3 separate regions of the Mus musculus genome follow, and all the other regions are linked to region 1. A link is a contact called in public promoter capture Hi-C data. All regions are on one chromosome and are shown on one strand. The core of a region is the stretch at or near the end of the contact, and the rest is flanking DNA. Distances in the headings are between cores, read along the strand shown. Region 1 holds the start of Serpinb11 (serine (or cysteine) peptidase inhibitor, clade B (ovalbumin), member 11). Region 2 holds the start of Serpinb10 (serine (or cysteine) peptidase inhibitor, clade B (ovalbumin), member 10). Region 3 holds the start of Serpinb2 (serine (or cysteine) peptidase inhibitor, clade B, member 2).

What was found. Promoter capture Hi-C pulls out the DNA fragments that hold promoters and counts their contacts.
Region 2: a contact with region 1 is called in a promoter capture Hi-C map of embryonic stem cells, with 3 times the contacts expected there. The contact joins the promoter of Serpinb10 here to the promoter of Serpinb11 in region 1. A contact is called at or near these places in 16 of 39 promoter capture datasets (the 3T3-L1 cell line, 3T3-L1-derived adipocytes, the HPC-7 cell line and 11 more) and 2 of 9 other capture datasets (adipose tissue and liver).
Region 3: a promoter capture Hi-C map of the HPC-7 cell line shows a contact between it and region 1, with 2.9 times the contacts expected there. The contact joins the promoter of Serpinb2 here to the promoter of Serpinb11 in region 1. A contact is called at or near these places in 11 of 39 promoter capture datasets (the 3T3-L1 cell line, the HPC-7 cell line, HPC-7-derived erythroid cells and 7 more), 1 of 115 datasets of contacts at active chromatin or transcription factors (the HPC-7 cell line) and 1 of 9 other capture datasets (liver).

What each region holds. Positions count from the first base shown.
Region 1 is chr1:107,360,268-107,364,993 of GRCm38.p6, forward strand. It overlaps Serpinb11 (serine (or cysteine) peptidase inhibitor, clade B (ovalbumin), member 11), which reads left to right and starts at 2,047. Exons shown (of 8, transcript NM_025867.2): 1 at 2,047-2,092.
Region 2 is chr1:107,526,659-107,531,384 of GRCm38.p6, forward strand. It overlaps Serpinb10 (serine (or cysteine) peptidase inhibitor, clade B (ovalbumin), member 10), which reads left to right and starts at 2,345. Exons shown (of 8, transcript NM_198028.3): 1 at 2,345-2,433.
Region 3 is chr1:107,509,636-107,514,361 of GRCm38.p6, forward strand. Serpinb2 (serine (or cysteine) peptidase inhibitor, clade B, member 2) reads left to right here and starts at 1,875. Exons shown (of 8, transcript NM_011111.4): 1 at 1,875-1,949.

The DNA.
Region 1 (4,726 bases), core at 797-3,296:
TTGAAATGTAAATGAAGAAATATCTAATAAAAATGGCTTAATAAAAAGAAGAAGAAGAAGAAGAAGAAGAAGAAGAAGAAGAAGAAGAAGAAGAAGAAGAAGAAGAAGAAGCTGCACCTCCTGTGATACGTGACTCCTTGTGAAAGGAGGACCACTTCTTTCTAAAACCCTTAAAGAGACTGTGTTGGACACTCAGGGTTTGTCATCCTATGCATTAATGCAGCTGTGGCAGAGGCTACTAGTCATTTAATGCCTTAAATATCTCTTCTCATTGCATGCTAAAAACATCTCTCCTCATGCCTCGCTTTGAACTTCAGAGACATTCTGATGTAGTGGAGCAATGTGACAACACCCATCCAGCACACATTGCAATGCCCTGTAACACTTTGGATCTCTCCTTGTGGCATAGAATTTGAGTCAATAGATGAATGCTTATTTTATTTTCTTATCTCTTTAGAGATAGCTTAGGGCTTTTTTTTTTTTTTTTTTTTTTTTTTTTTTTTTTTTGGTAAGGTTTCCCTGAAGTTTGGAAGCGTTGAAACCCACTGTCAATTCAATGGCAATCAATGCAGGTGCTTTGCTTCTTTTCATGATCATTAAAATCACTTCACAAAGAAAACACATGCCTGTGTTTTGTCTTTGGCTCTACTTTCAAGGAATACAGATTAAGATCTTAGGACAGAAGAAGCAAATGACTTGTTAAGGGGGAGGAGGGTATTGAGCTAATGGAAATCCTTCCACCCACAAGGAAAAATCTGAAACAATCACTTCCTTTCTAACGGGGAAAATAATAGAGCTGTACTCAGGATGAGTAACAGAGAGACTTTTCTTTGATGAACCTAATTCTTAGACACCAAGAAATGTTAAAAAAAAAAAAAAACTTCAATAATTTTTTGTGGATCTTAAGAGAGATGGAGAGAAGGAGGTAGAGGATCAGTCATAACAGGATAAGAGCCTTCCAAACCATCAAAGACTCCAGCTGGTATTGGATCCCATGAGGAGAAAGTTCTATCACAGCAGAGACATTGGAGGGTAGGGAAACCTGTTTTACTTCCATGTTGTTGACTGTATAAAACTATTTTTATGAGAATATTGAAGACTAGGTGGGGATTGGGAACATACTTTTTACACTCAAGTTTTCACGGTTTTGAGTCTTGTATAATTAATTAATTGCAACTAAGAAAAGGCATATTGCATGCTGAGAATAGGGAGAAAACTGTGGTCACAAACTATTTTTTTTTCTACCACAAAGACACATGAATCTGTCTTTATCGCTTCAGACAGGTACTGGTACCATCCTGGGGAAGCTGGGCTATGAATTTCATGCATAAGCCTGGCCTTTGGGTTTCTCTTGTTCATAATTCTAGCTACTGCTCCTTCTAAACACCTATCAGCAGTTTTCACCCAATCTTAGGTCTGTAGTTTTTTCCTGTTCTGAATGGTTTTAGCCATGCACCTGATCACCACTGGTGGCTTTTGTACCTTTTGCTTGCAGTTATTTCTATAAAAACCACAGGATAGTTCAGGCTTGAGCACAGTGTGGTGGTCTTTTTATGAGAGAGGGATTATCTGCTACTAGACTGCTGAAGCTATCTATGAGGCCCAAGCTCCCTGAAGAAGCGGTCAGAAGATTTTGAAGTAAATGTACCTCCAGCCATGGAGCATCTATCACCACCAGAATCTTTCTAACTGCATGACTTTGTGTTGTTTATAATGACTCTGAAAACCCCTGGAAAGTTGACATGGGCTCTATCAATGGGATGTGTTCACGCTATCTCTTCAGATAGCTAGACTTCCTTGGGTGGAAGTTAGGTTTGTTGATGGTCCTTTGTTCATAAAGCAGGATGAGAATAATAAGTATAGTGTGATTCAGAAAGCACAGTTCATTGGTAATTCTGCCAAAGCCACTATATGGCCTTCAGAAAGACTTCCTTCTTGGAGCTGTACTTCCTGCCCAGCAGGTGAAGAGCTGAATCATAACAACACAGTGGAAAGGGAGGAGCAAAAAGTAAAGGCTTATATTTCCTTTGGAGGGACACAGCTCCAGTCTAACCTGCTAAACTCTTCCCATCACCATCAGAAAGCAACAAAGGTAACGAGAAATCTTTCTGTACTTTTTGAGTAGAATGTTGTCAGAGGGAGATAAATAAGAGCCAAAGATGACACTTAACAAGTTTGTAATGAGTCAGATGAGGGGGTAACTTATTGTTTAATTGAATGTGGTCCTTTGCTGACCTTTTGATAAGGGTATGAGCATATCACTGAAAATGTGCATCATAAAAATATCAATTCAGCTAAATATATCTCATAAATCTGATTGTTTTAATGAAGAAATTATGATTATATTTTCTATTTAGTATTAACTCTAATTCTTTAGATAAGTATTATCCCTTTGTCAGTGTGGTATTTCTCTGTGTGTGCATATGGAAACGTGTGTGTGTGCCTGTGTGTGGGTGTTTGTGTGCATGAGTGTGTATGTATAAATTTCTCTCTGAGTGTGTATGTCTGTGTGTGTGTTTGTGTTTGTATCTATCTGTAAATTCCTCTCTCTGTGTGTCTTTCTCTGCATATCTGTCTGTAAGTATCTCTCTTGGTTTGTCTCCCTCTCTCTCCCTCTCCCTGACCCTTTTTCTCTAGGTAGGGGGTCTGAATCTGTGGGATTTTCTGTGTGTGTGTGTTTCTTTGTGTCTGTGAGTTTCTCCATGTGTACTTTAACCAGGCAGTGCTCAAGTTTTAAGAAGTTGAGGTCTTTGTTATATATGTGCTCTCAAAGAGCTGACCAAGACTTTGTGTCTCTGTACAGACCTATTTCTGATACATGTTCTCCTTCTGACATTTCCCAAATAGAATCATCTCTTCTTGAATACATTTTTTAAAACCTTGAAAGGAGAAGAAACTCAGGAATCTTTTTTTGCTGCCTTTTCTCCCACAGCTACCTTTAGATTACACATTCAACTTTCCTGGAAGATGTTTCTTGTCCTAAAATATAGGCAGAAATGTACAGAGATATTCAAGGAAGCTTTCTAAAATTCTCACCTTCTTTTCAAATTCCAATGCATCATCTTCTATGAAGCTCCCGACTTTCCCTCTGCAGATCGGTTTGGCCACGATGGCTTCTACACGTGTTTTTCAGGATTCATATGTTTTTAGACTTTTAACCAGTTCATTCTTCTTTGTGCAAATTGACTGGTCAGTCTTTATTCGTCTAGATGTGAATAAATATTCAGTGTTATTTTCTCTAGTATATATTTGTTCTGGGGCAAAATGAAGACATTGATAAGTTCAAAAATTTATTATCCTTCCCCCAAGAAATGATAATTCTAGTGACAAAACCCAGTATATTCACAGGACCAAAACCTGTAATTCATCTAGACGTTATTCTCTTTATGCAAAGACAATCACCCAGATGTAGAAAAATTGTCAATAAAGACTAGAGCATAAAATTACTTGAATACAATTTTGAAACTAGAACTGTTGCAAAAGATTTGTGCTTATAGCTATAAAGGTAGTGTTCTAGCTGGTAGGTGGTGATGCATGCCTTTAATCCCAGTACTTGGGAGGCAGAGGCAGGTGAATTTCTGAGTTTGAGGCCAGCCTGGTATACAAAGTGAGTTCCAGGACAGCCAGGGCTATACAGAGAAACCCTGTCTTGATAAACAAAAACAAAACAAAAACAACAAACAAACAAGCAAACAAAAACCAAAAAAAAAAATTTAGTGTTCTAGAGAATAACTGAGATTATAGATGTCTTGAATGCTGCATTATAAACCTGTGGACACAAAGCTCATGACGTTATTATAATTATACATTTCTAACACCTTTATAAATATGAACTCAGCATTTTTGTTTCTTGTATGATGCACTGCCAGGTTCAGTGGTGAGGTCATACAAGCTGTACTGTTTATTTACTCTTATCTGTTGAAGTTAGCTGGCAATGCTGTTGCATTACTTAATAGCATGTGGCAGCGATTGGGAGAAGTGGGAGGCTCAGGAGAGATGGACCACAGCTCCATTCCCAACAGTGTGCAATCTCTCAAGCTCCCAATGCATCCTCTGCAGAACTGCAGAGGCATAGCTCGTCTTTCAAGACTAAAGACTGTGAATCCTGCACATACAGTACTTGGTGTGTATATGGACCCTGTGACCAATCACTTATTTCTCAAAGGCATTTCCAATCACTTATTTCTCAAAGGCATTTTAGTGTAGGCCTGTAAATAGGGACTATGGAGATGTTCTTCACAGCACTTCCTATGACGCTGTGATGCAGGGTGCCATTAAAGCATCAGTCCCTGGGGAGTAAATAGGGTAACATATGACAAAAATACAAGAATTCACTAGCAGAAGTGAATCCATCTGGAGCAACGTAATATTTAGTACTAAATGAAGAATAAACCACTTAACAGAAAATTGCTTATGAAAACCAAAAAAGTGTATGACCCAATAAAATAGATAGTTTACAAGAACACCTACAAAAAAAAGGGTTTTGTCTAAAGAAATTAAAAGTATGATCTGAGACTGGGGTGAAAGAGAGTGAATTAGCTTAACATGCTGAGTAAAGAGAAGAAGGACCTGTGTAGTCACAGGACTCTGGCTCCCAAGGGCAGGGGCTGATGCTTTGAGCTTTTCTACTCAGGATTATAAAGAAAGACAGTCAGAGTTTTAGAAAGTACAGAATGCAGTAAGTGACCCTACTGTGTTCTAAAGTCTTTTAAGAAGCTTCATTAAT
Region 2 (4,726 bases), core at 1,095-3,594, 170 kb after region 1:
CAATTTATGGTATTTAGATAGCTTCACCTCAGGGACTATGATGCCATTGGATGTGGAAAGCCGGTATGAGCAATCGCGTGCGTGCCGCCAGTAATCTCTGAGGAGAGCCGTGTGTGCCGCGAGCAATCGCCTCCGCTGTGCCTAACTAGTAAGCAAGCCTTGTACGCAGGTGCGAGAGTGAATTCTCTCCTAGTCACTCCCATTCTTGGGGTGTAATAGTGGGGTGATGGGCAAGCAACGAATCAGGAGCTGTCACGCCATATCAGGTGCTGAAACGTCATGCTGCTGGTTATAAAAGCAGCGCCATTTTCCCGGTTCGGAATCTTCCTGAGAAGCAAGCAAGAAAGCTCTTGCCGCGGAAGATTCTGGTTTGTTGCGTCTTTCTTGCCGGTCGAGCGGGACGCAATAATTTGAATTGGTTAATTCTCCCTATTTCCTTCTGGGTTTCTACTGAAATGATTTTTTTTTTTTTGGTACATACATATTTTCTGTTTCTAAAAGTTTTGGAATACCTAATAATTTGTCTAAACATAACTATTGTGTGACTCAAAGGTGTGGCTCTACTTACACTCCTACTTCTTTTTGTTCCTATTCTTCTTCCTTACTAGTGACATGTGTGCATAATGTGATATGTACATACACAATAAACAGCAGTAACAAAAACAAAATTATCACAATAAAGTCAATGTACTATATTACTTCACATTCTCTACCTTTCTCCTTCCCTCTCCCTCTCTCTTTCCTACTCTCTCTCTCTCTCCTTCTCTCTCTTTCACTCTCTCTCTCCGTCTCCCTGTCCCTGTCCCTCTCCATCCCCCTCTCTCTTTCTCCTTCTACTCTTGTTCCTTTGTCTTTTATGTATTTGTGGTATTAGCTATTGAACCTGTTACCTCACATATGCTAAGGAAGCATTCTACCACTGAGCTTCAAACCCAGTCTATGTATTTTTGAAACAGAGACTAATTAAGTTGCCCAGGCTGGCCTTGCACATATAATCCTTCCGCTTTGGCCACCTGAATAGTTAGCATTAGGGGTCTATACTACCAGGTTCCATTACTTGCTCTTTTTTTGCCCTAATAAGAAACAAATTAACACACAAGCACGATTCAATTGATATAGACAGTACATTTTTAAATAAGAATTTTAATTAAGTAGGAAAGAAGAGGTTTATGGAGAAGAATAAGAACACCTTTGTCTCATGACTTTGGAAAAGATGAGCAAATTGGTTCCTTCAGCAGAATCTAGATATAAATGTATTCAGATATCTAGATATCACTGGATAACTAGTATCAAGATAGCAAAATAAGCAGCATAAACTACCAGAACAAGCCTCTCCCTAAACAGGGATGCATCCCTAGTTAGCCTGCTGAGCTGTTGTCAGTCAATGTCAGTGGTCTGTCTATCTGGAGCCTCTGTCTGATGCATTCAGCTAAAAATACAGCTGGAAATGAATAATCATATCTGCTCTTTACAGGCTCAGTAGGCACATCAAATTTCCTACCACAAGCTTCATTCACTTGTGCAATCCAGAGTTCCACTTCACCATGGCCTCCATAGCGGTCGTCAGTTTACCAGAAAAACTGTATATATATGAAAAGTGGAACCATCAGTGCATGGAAAGGGCTCTCGGTCCTCTGGGCTTTTATGGCATTCCTATAACTCTCTTCATTCTCATCACCATTGCTCTACATGCCTGACAGTGACACTGGTGTTCTCTTGCTTTTTCCTATGTGATAAAGAAGAATGGCCACTGAAGGCCAGTGGGGAAAACCAAGAAAAGCAGAAAATGGTGAGCAATGTCCCACATAACAAAGGTATCCAAAACAGTAACGGAAGTCTTGTTCCTGTTGATAGAGGAACTGACCCGGATCCAAGTCACACCCTAGGTTCTATTCTAGTGTTGCAAGAGAGAGCAGAACTAAGCCTATGTGTTTCTCACAGAACACTTTAAAGGATACCTTAACAGATCAGCAACAAATCATGCATTGATAATGTTTTCCATTTTATGTCCCGTTATTATTCCATTTGAAACTGTTCTTTTTTTTTTTTTCTTAGAAACATACCAGTGGAAACCATAATAATTGCTGTTACTTGGCAACCTACAGAAGGGATTTAACTTGGAATGTATGAGTTACAATTTGTCAGAATTCAGGTCTCTGCATGCAGTCCTGCATGGAAAATGCTAGTAATTAATAATTCAGGCAAGAACTCTGCTGTCTACCTCTCTGAGTTATTTGAAGTTTTGGCCAAGATAAGCCTGGAAAAGGAAGAGTGTTCTGGCTTGTGAAAGTGAATCAAGGGTGGGGCTCAGAAGAAGGAGGGGCTACATTTTTTTCTTTTAAGTTTCTTCAGTTAAAAGTTACCTAACTTTTCAGCCACAGTCTTTTCCTAAAAGCACAATTTGTCAAGTTTGCTCCAGGAGAGGAAAATAAGGTACTGTAAATATTTCTTCAATTAAAAAAAATGTTTATATTTTTGTTATTTTAGTACCTAACAAATTACCAAGACCTCTACTTGAAACTTGTGATAACAGGTGAGGTTCTGCTCTTTTATCATTTTTCTGAACAAGTCAGATATTTCAGATTGAGGTGGTGTAAAGTTTGATTGACTGAGAGGAAGATATCATTAATATCAAGTTTGATTGACTGAGAGGAGATATCATTAATATCAAGGAAGCTTTGACTGCTCTCCTTTGAAATCCACACGTGAAAAACACGTGTGGATTTCGCTCCCTCAGTCATGTCTGGATTTGCCAGTTTCTGAGTTGTATCTGCCAATTTAACAAAGGGAAATAAAGCATTCTTAAAATAATTGAATCCCACTCCTTCTAACCGTTCATACAGGGCAGCTTGACAGTGTGACTTTTATAGGTGGAACTAATCATTTGGTTATGCCCTCTCTATAACCCGTTCTCCTGCCTGTCAGCATGCCATGTGCCTTTAGCTCCTTTCTCTGCTGTGGGACACAGAGTCTCTGAGCACACCTTACTCTTCAGAACCCCTCCGACATAACAACTGCCTCAGAAAAGGATTCTGGCAAGAAAAGAAATGCTGGGAGACAATGACATTCTCATATTCTATTTCCAGCAGTTTCATAATGTAAGATTCAGAACTGTCATCAGAGAGGACTAGCAAGGGATCTTAGGTACTTTTCATAGGACAAAGAACAATGGTGTTCCCCTCTTGTCACATCCACTACTTCTTCCTCATCCATCTTTTATACTTCTTTTGTTGGTCCTATATTATTCAATCTTGCTCTTACCATCAAAATTCTACAGACCATTAGCTACACTGACCATGAAATTTGTATTCATAATAAAGAGAACAGGGTTAAACTTCTCACTGTTCATTAGCTGTGCATCCTTAGACAGCCCATCTAATTTCTCTGGTCCTGAGCTTTTAGGAGATTAAATTGGTGTATTGGACTATGGTGATTCTAAGGTTCTGTCCAAGCTGTTATGCTAGAGGTGTGCTTATTTATAATGGTGGATTTTAAGATTTTTTTTTACTTTCTTCACACTCTTTTCAGTGTGTGTAGCTAATATTATGTATACTGTATTCTATATATTCAGTTTACACTTCTAAAATTTTCAAAATAGCAATTCATTTTGTAAATGATGCAGTAGGGGGATGGGCAGATAGTTAAATCAATAAAGTGCTTGCATCATAAGCATAAAGACCTGAGGTTGGTCTCCAGAACTCATGTAAAAAGGTAGGCATGGTACTTCCCATTTCTGATCTCAGTGCTAGGGAGGTAGAGACAGGTAGATCCTTGAGACTTGCTAGTCAGCCAGCCTACCTTACTCCATAATCTCAGCCCAGTGGCATACCTTGTCTCAAAAAAGAATGGCAGGTATCTCATGAGAAACAATTGAAGATTGTCCTATGTCTCAACATGTATGTATACCCACACATACATGCACACATATGTATGAATAACATACACACACACACACACACACACGGGAGAGAAAGACAGACACAGACACAAACGTAAACGCAGATACAGAGGGAAAGAGACTATGATACAGTAAGCTCCTGATTACTCAATATTTATATCTAAATTATTTCCAATAAAATATCATCTTAGAGTTGTGTACCTTGCAGGAATTTCTGACTGTTGGGCTAGGTGGTAGTTTAATAGCTCCTTATAGTTGTTTTATAAAATGGGCATTACCAGAGAGGCTTCTTGCTTGTATATTCTAGGCTATACTTTATACATGACTGCTGATGTTAATAAGACTGAAGATAAGTACATATTAACTATTTTCAAGAGGATATTTCTTTTGTTAGAGAAAAATTATATTTTCAGGAACTTAGTCTGAATAAATAAGTTCCATGTTTAGCTTAATCTACATGTTGAGATATAAAATGCCCAGGCCCTAAGATGTTGCTTGCTCTCTGACCTTGCAGGTTTGTCACAGAGCCAAACATTTTTTCTGTGACTACACCTCACAGGTTTTACAAATATAAATTGTTTAGTCAAAGTGTGAGCTGAATAAATATGGTCTTGAAGGAAGTAGAGTTCCTTATAAGATGGTATCCCATGAAGTGGGAGTACTAGCAAATTTCCAAGGCTTTATGAAAGTGTAGAGTACCATACAACAGGAAAGGGTTTTATTTCTTCAAAGAAAATTCACCTAGGCTCTGCAGGAGACTTCACCATGGGTATAAACCACGCCTTGGGTGTGACCCTGAGTCTGGAAAGCTGTATAATCAAGTATACC
Region 3 (4,726 bases), core at 625-3,124, 150 kb after region 1:
CCTTGAGGTCAAGGTGTATCTGAATAATATACAGATGAAGTGAGGGTAATGGTTGCGGAAGAGGCTTGCTTGTCATCTAAGTAATTATCACTCCCATCTGTGTGGTATTGTTATGAAAGTAATGCTTATAGAAGGTGAGAGATAGATGCACGATTATACAACTAGAAAGTGGAGAAAGGGAAACTTGAAACAGATCTTTCACAATCTTTCATCATCCTTGTCCTTATGCACCACATAACCAGACCTTTCTAGAGAGATTCAGCACTGTCCTCAACTCGCCGAAAAATAATTTAGCAAGAAGCCACTTAAAGTGTTCTTATTGGTATAGGTTAATCAAATTACCTACCTAAGGATAAAAGCCCAAGTTTGAGGGAGCAGCTAGGACAAAATTAATTATTGTACTGCAGGCTCAATTCTAAATGTTGCAGTTGTAACTGGAAGTTCCCTGAGGCTTATAGGAATCAGAATGAGCGTCATCAAATCCTAAGATATAGAAGTCAGAGATTTGGACCAGTGGGAAAAACAATGATGTCTCCCTTGAGGGGAAGAACTTTAATTGAATAAATAAAGATGAGAAATAGCCTAATCTGAAAAAGAAGTGAAACAAAGTGTGGGCAAAGTCTAGGCTCATCTGACATGTTCAGGAAACAGAGCTGCTGATGTGGAGATGGGGAATGGTTGATAAAACATTTAGCTGGTCACATAAATACACCAGTGGGTGCTATCTAGGAGATGGAAACCAAAAAGAGAATGGGTTCAGCAGATAATAGCATCAACTGAGTATTTACAGGGAGAAAGAACAGAACACAGCTTGTAAAAGAGTACATATCAGCCCAAAATGCACCCCTTGGTTTAATGGAATGACATGACATTTGTGGTCTTCATCCCAGATCTCCAGTCAAAGGCATGGAGTACCCCATGAAGTGTGGCACTTTCCATGTTCTTATGTATGTGCTTCCATATAAATGTACAATTAAGAAATGAGAAGTGATCTGGTAGATGTGTTTCCAACTCTTCCTAATAAATTATGACAGTATGAAAATGTTTAGATTCATATCACATTTATTTATGTGTAATTTTTGTCTATTTTTAATTAACATTTTTAGTGTTTTTAGAAAATTGGAAATATTTCCAAAATGAGTGTTCAAGATTACAATTAGCATGTATAGGTTTCTGCCAATTATAAGTCAACATAAGCAGTAGGTTGTCATTGTTTAAAGTAGGTTAATACTGGCGGTGTGATCAAGGCCATATGAAAAGTTCTTTGGGTGTGTCTTGAGACAGTAGGTTAGAATTATTTCAGATTATTATTCCTGAGAGAATCATAGTTTAAAATAATTATTAAATTAGAAAAATCAAGTGTGTTTTTTTCTCTTTCCTCTTTTGTGTGGAGGTTCTTTTGATTCCCTGTAGATCCAAAGGGAAGAAAAGACAACATCCTTTATTGTAAAGACTCCCACAGATGGTGGCTGTCCAAAGGTGGATTGAGTATCATGAAATTCATGCTGTCATTGAATGCAGTGAGAAAGGAGGAGACATGAGTGTGAGTGGTGCAGATTACAGCTAATAGATTTAAAATTGGAAATTGCTAAATTCTTGAATTTTGAATGACATCACACTCTCTAGTTGTTTCTTAAACTGAGTATTACAAGCAAGCATTTCTTTTCTAATGATGTCTTTATGAGTAAAATGTTGAATCATACAAAGAATACAAATTAAAAAGTTTGAAAAAAGAGCTGTGTGGGAGGGGCAGAGTCTTATAAAACCAGTCATTACCTTGTCCACACAGTGCCAGCTTTCCAAGAAGCATTTCCTGTGTGTCAGCCGCTCAGAAGATAACGAGGTAATACAGTGTTTCAGCAATTCCCCCGAGCATCTCTAGTGAATCCAGGGCGTCTTTCTTCTCTCCTCCTTCATAGCAATAGTTACTATATTGAGCTGTGTAGAGGGTAAGTAAAGGAATTGAACCATATTTTCTTTTTCGCTTGTTTAACTAAAGATATTTTGGTTTAAGACTTGAATTAAATTTATGACTGCTTGACTTTGAGTCTTAGAAGTCAGCAAATGCCTGTGTATCACTAGCCAAACTGAAATTGAAATGTACATCTATTGCAGTTTCAATGATAATAGTACTGAGCAGATTATATAATATGTATGTTTTATATTACCTATTGGTTTGATATAAAATCAGGCATAAATAACTACAAATATTAAAATGTTTATACTTAAAATTGAAATTAAGCATTTCATTTTTATATAAAAATAATTTGTTGTAATGTATTTATATTTATAAATATGTGAAGTTCAATTTTCACCTAAAGTTAACAGCCTGAACCTATAAAAATTAAGGAAAAATTTGGGTCAGGACAATCCAGTATCACAATGTATTTATTTGACCTAGTTCTGTAATGGATCAATTCTGTGAAAGAGAAATATCAAGTAAATTAGCTGATGGATTAACCAAACTAACAATTTAACCTTTATCAAGCAGATAATTATTCATTATGGAAACTATCAACTAAAATACTGCTACCAGTTTTTGGAAAATTTGTTTTAGTTTTGATGGTATATTTCCATATCACTACTGCCTTATCTTAGTTTTTACTGAGTTTTGAAAACAATTTAAAAACATCTTTATTATGTGTTTACACACACTAAAATATGTTTGAAACGCTGCAGAAAAATCCAATTTAACATCCAGGTCTAATTCAGAGAGGGAGTGTAGCAGGTGGTGAGCCTATGGTACCTCCCAAATTCATCACCTCTGCCAAGTTTCACCAGTGCATTTGCCAAACTTGTATTGCAGGAACCAACAAAAAGAAGAGAGAGCCCCACCCAGCAGATAATTTCCATTTATTCATCCTAATGCTAATAATAGTGTCATATTTGGAAGCATATGGAATTGTATGGCTTATTATCCTGTCATCATGCTATAACCTCATCCTATCCAAGTGTAAGATGTGGTCTTGTCCAAGAGTCAGGGACCACTATGTGTATATATATATATACTAGTTTGAAGCTTTCAAATATTATTTGAAGAATTTATAGGAAAAGTCCAGATGCTGAAATTAATTAGCTCTGCACTAATTACCTCTTCACATTTTCATTATTATAGCAGAAATCCCAAAGGAGATGGGATATGTGATTATTCCCATTAAACAAAATGTGGCAGAAGTAATTAGGTGATTGCAGTAAAGACACTACCATTTTTATGTAAATGTAATTAACAACACATCATTTAAAAATAGAATTTGGGAACAAGGGTTGTTGTTCAGATGGTGAAGTGCTTTCCTAGCATGCATGATGTCCCAGATTCAATCCCCAGGACTACGTAGATCAGGCTGGGTTGCACACAGGTGTAATCTCAGCACTTGGGAGGCAGACAAAGGAGGATCTGAAGTTCTCCATCCTTCCTGGCTGCATGCTGAGTTCAAGGACCACCTCTCTAGTTCAGAATAATTCAGGTTGTTTAGTTCAATGTTTTTATTTATTGGTAAACTAGAGGTCTGAGCACAGGCCACAGCACAGCTAGCGCTCAGTCACATCCCCAGACTGAGATGACTTCATAAAGGAGTAAATAGATCTGGAAAAATTTCACTCAACTTAGCAATGTTTTTTTTTCTCTATCAAGTTACCTGAAGTCCTAGTTTAGTATTATCTGTCCCTTCTGTGGATTGTCTTGACACTTAAGCTTTTGTAGTGCTAAAGTTTGGCTATATAGATTGTTGCACGGATTTATGAATAGGAGACATCAGAATGTACTCTCCTGGAGTTGATATTCTCCTAGTGCTGATCCCTTACTTGAATTTTCACCTAGAAACAGAAGAACAATTTTAAAGAAATGTTTTAAGGAAGTCTATGTGTGAAGCCTTATTATAATTTTAAGTCACTGGAGGAGAATTTAATTTCTGAACTACCTGCCTTAATCTGGCATCTGAGGTAAAAACAAGTAGGAAAGCAAAACTGCTTTCTTTTACATTAATAAACTTTCAAGGGGGAAATGCAGATGTGCTTCTTTGCTGATTTCTTTTTAAACTTCCCTTTTCTAGTATTTCTCAATATATCAGTTCCATAAAGCTGAAAGCCATAGTGAAGGCTTGCATCAGCACTGGAAGGATTCAACCACCCAGAAGTCAGTGGCAGATGTTAGCCTGCATCTTTGTGATATTACGGTGAACTGTGGGGCCTCAGAAAAGCTGCTTAACCTCCAGGAGCTTTTGAATGTGGTCTGTAGAACAGTCAGTCATATCCACCCCATAGAGTCACAAAAAAGTTAAACAAAAGTATGGGTGCAACACACAAGCCTGGTGACCTGAGTTCTGTCCCCAGAACCCATGTAGACTTGGAAGGAGAAAGCTGGCTTCGTAACGTTGTCCTCTGACACTCATCTAATGACATGTGCACTCTTGCTCATACTTACGTGCCCCCTGCCCCAACACACACTCATAAATTAAGTGAAGAGACAAGGGAATGGAAAAGTGTTGAAGGAGCACAGTTTAATTTATTTAATTTGTCTTTACAAAATGCACTAGCATTTTGTTATAAATGACAACTTTTGGTGCAAATTCTTCTCTTTTCCACAGCACTTCTGTAGAAAGTCAAGACAGTAGCTACAGTCTTGCTTCATCCAGGGAACTCCCCACTACAGTTCTGGAAACTCTTTCTCCCAGAAAGTTTACAAAGACCTGAGTGTTGTCATTGTTTGGTATATTTATTTATTTCCATA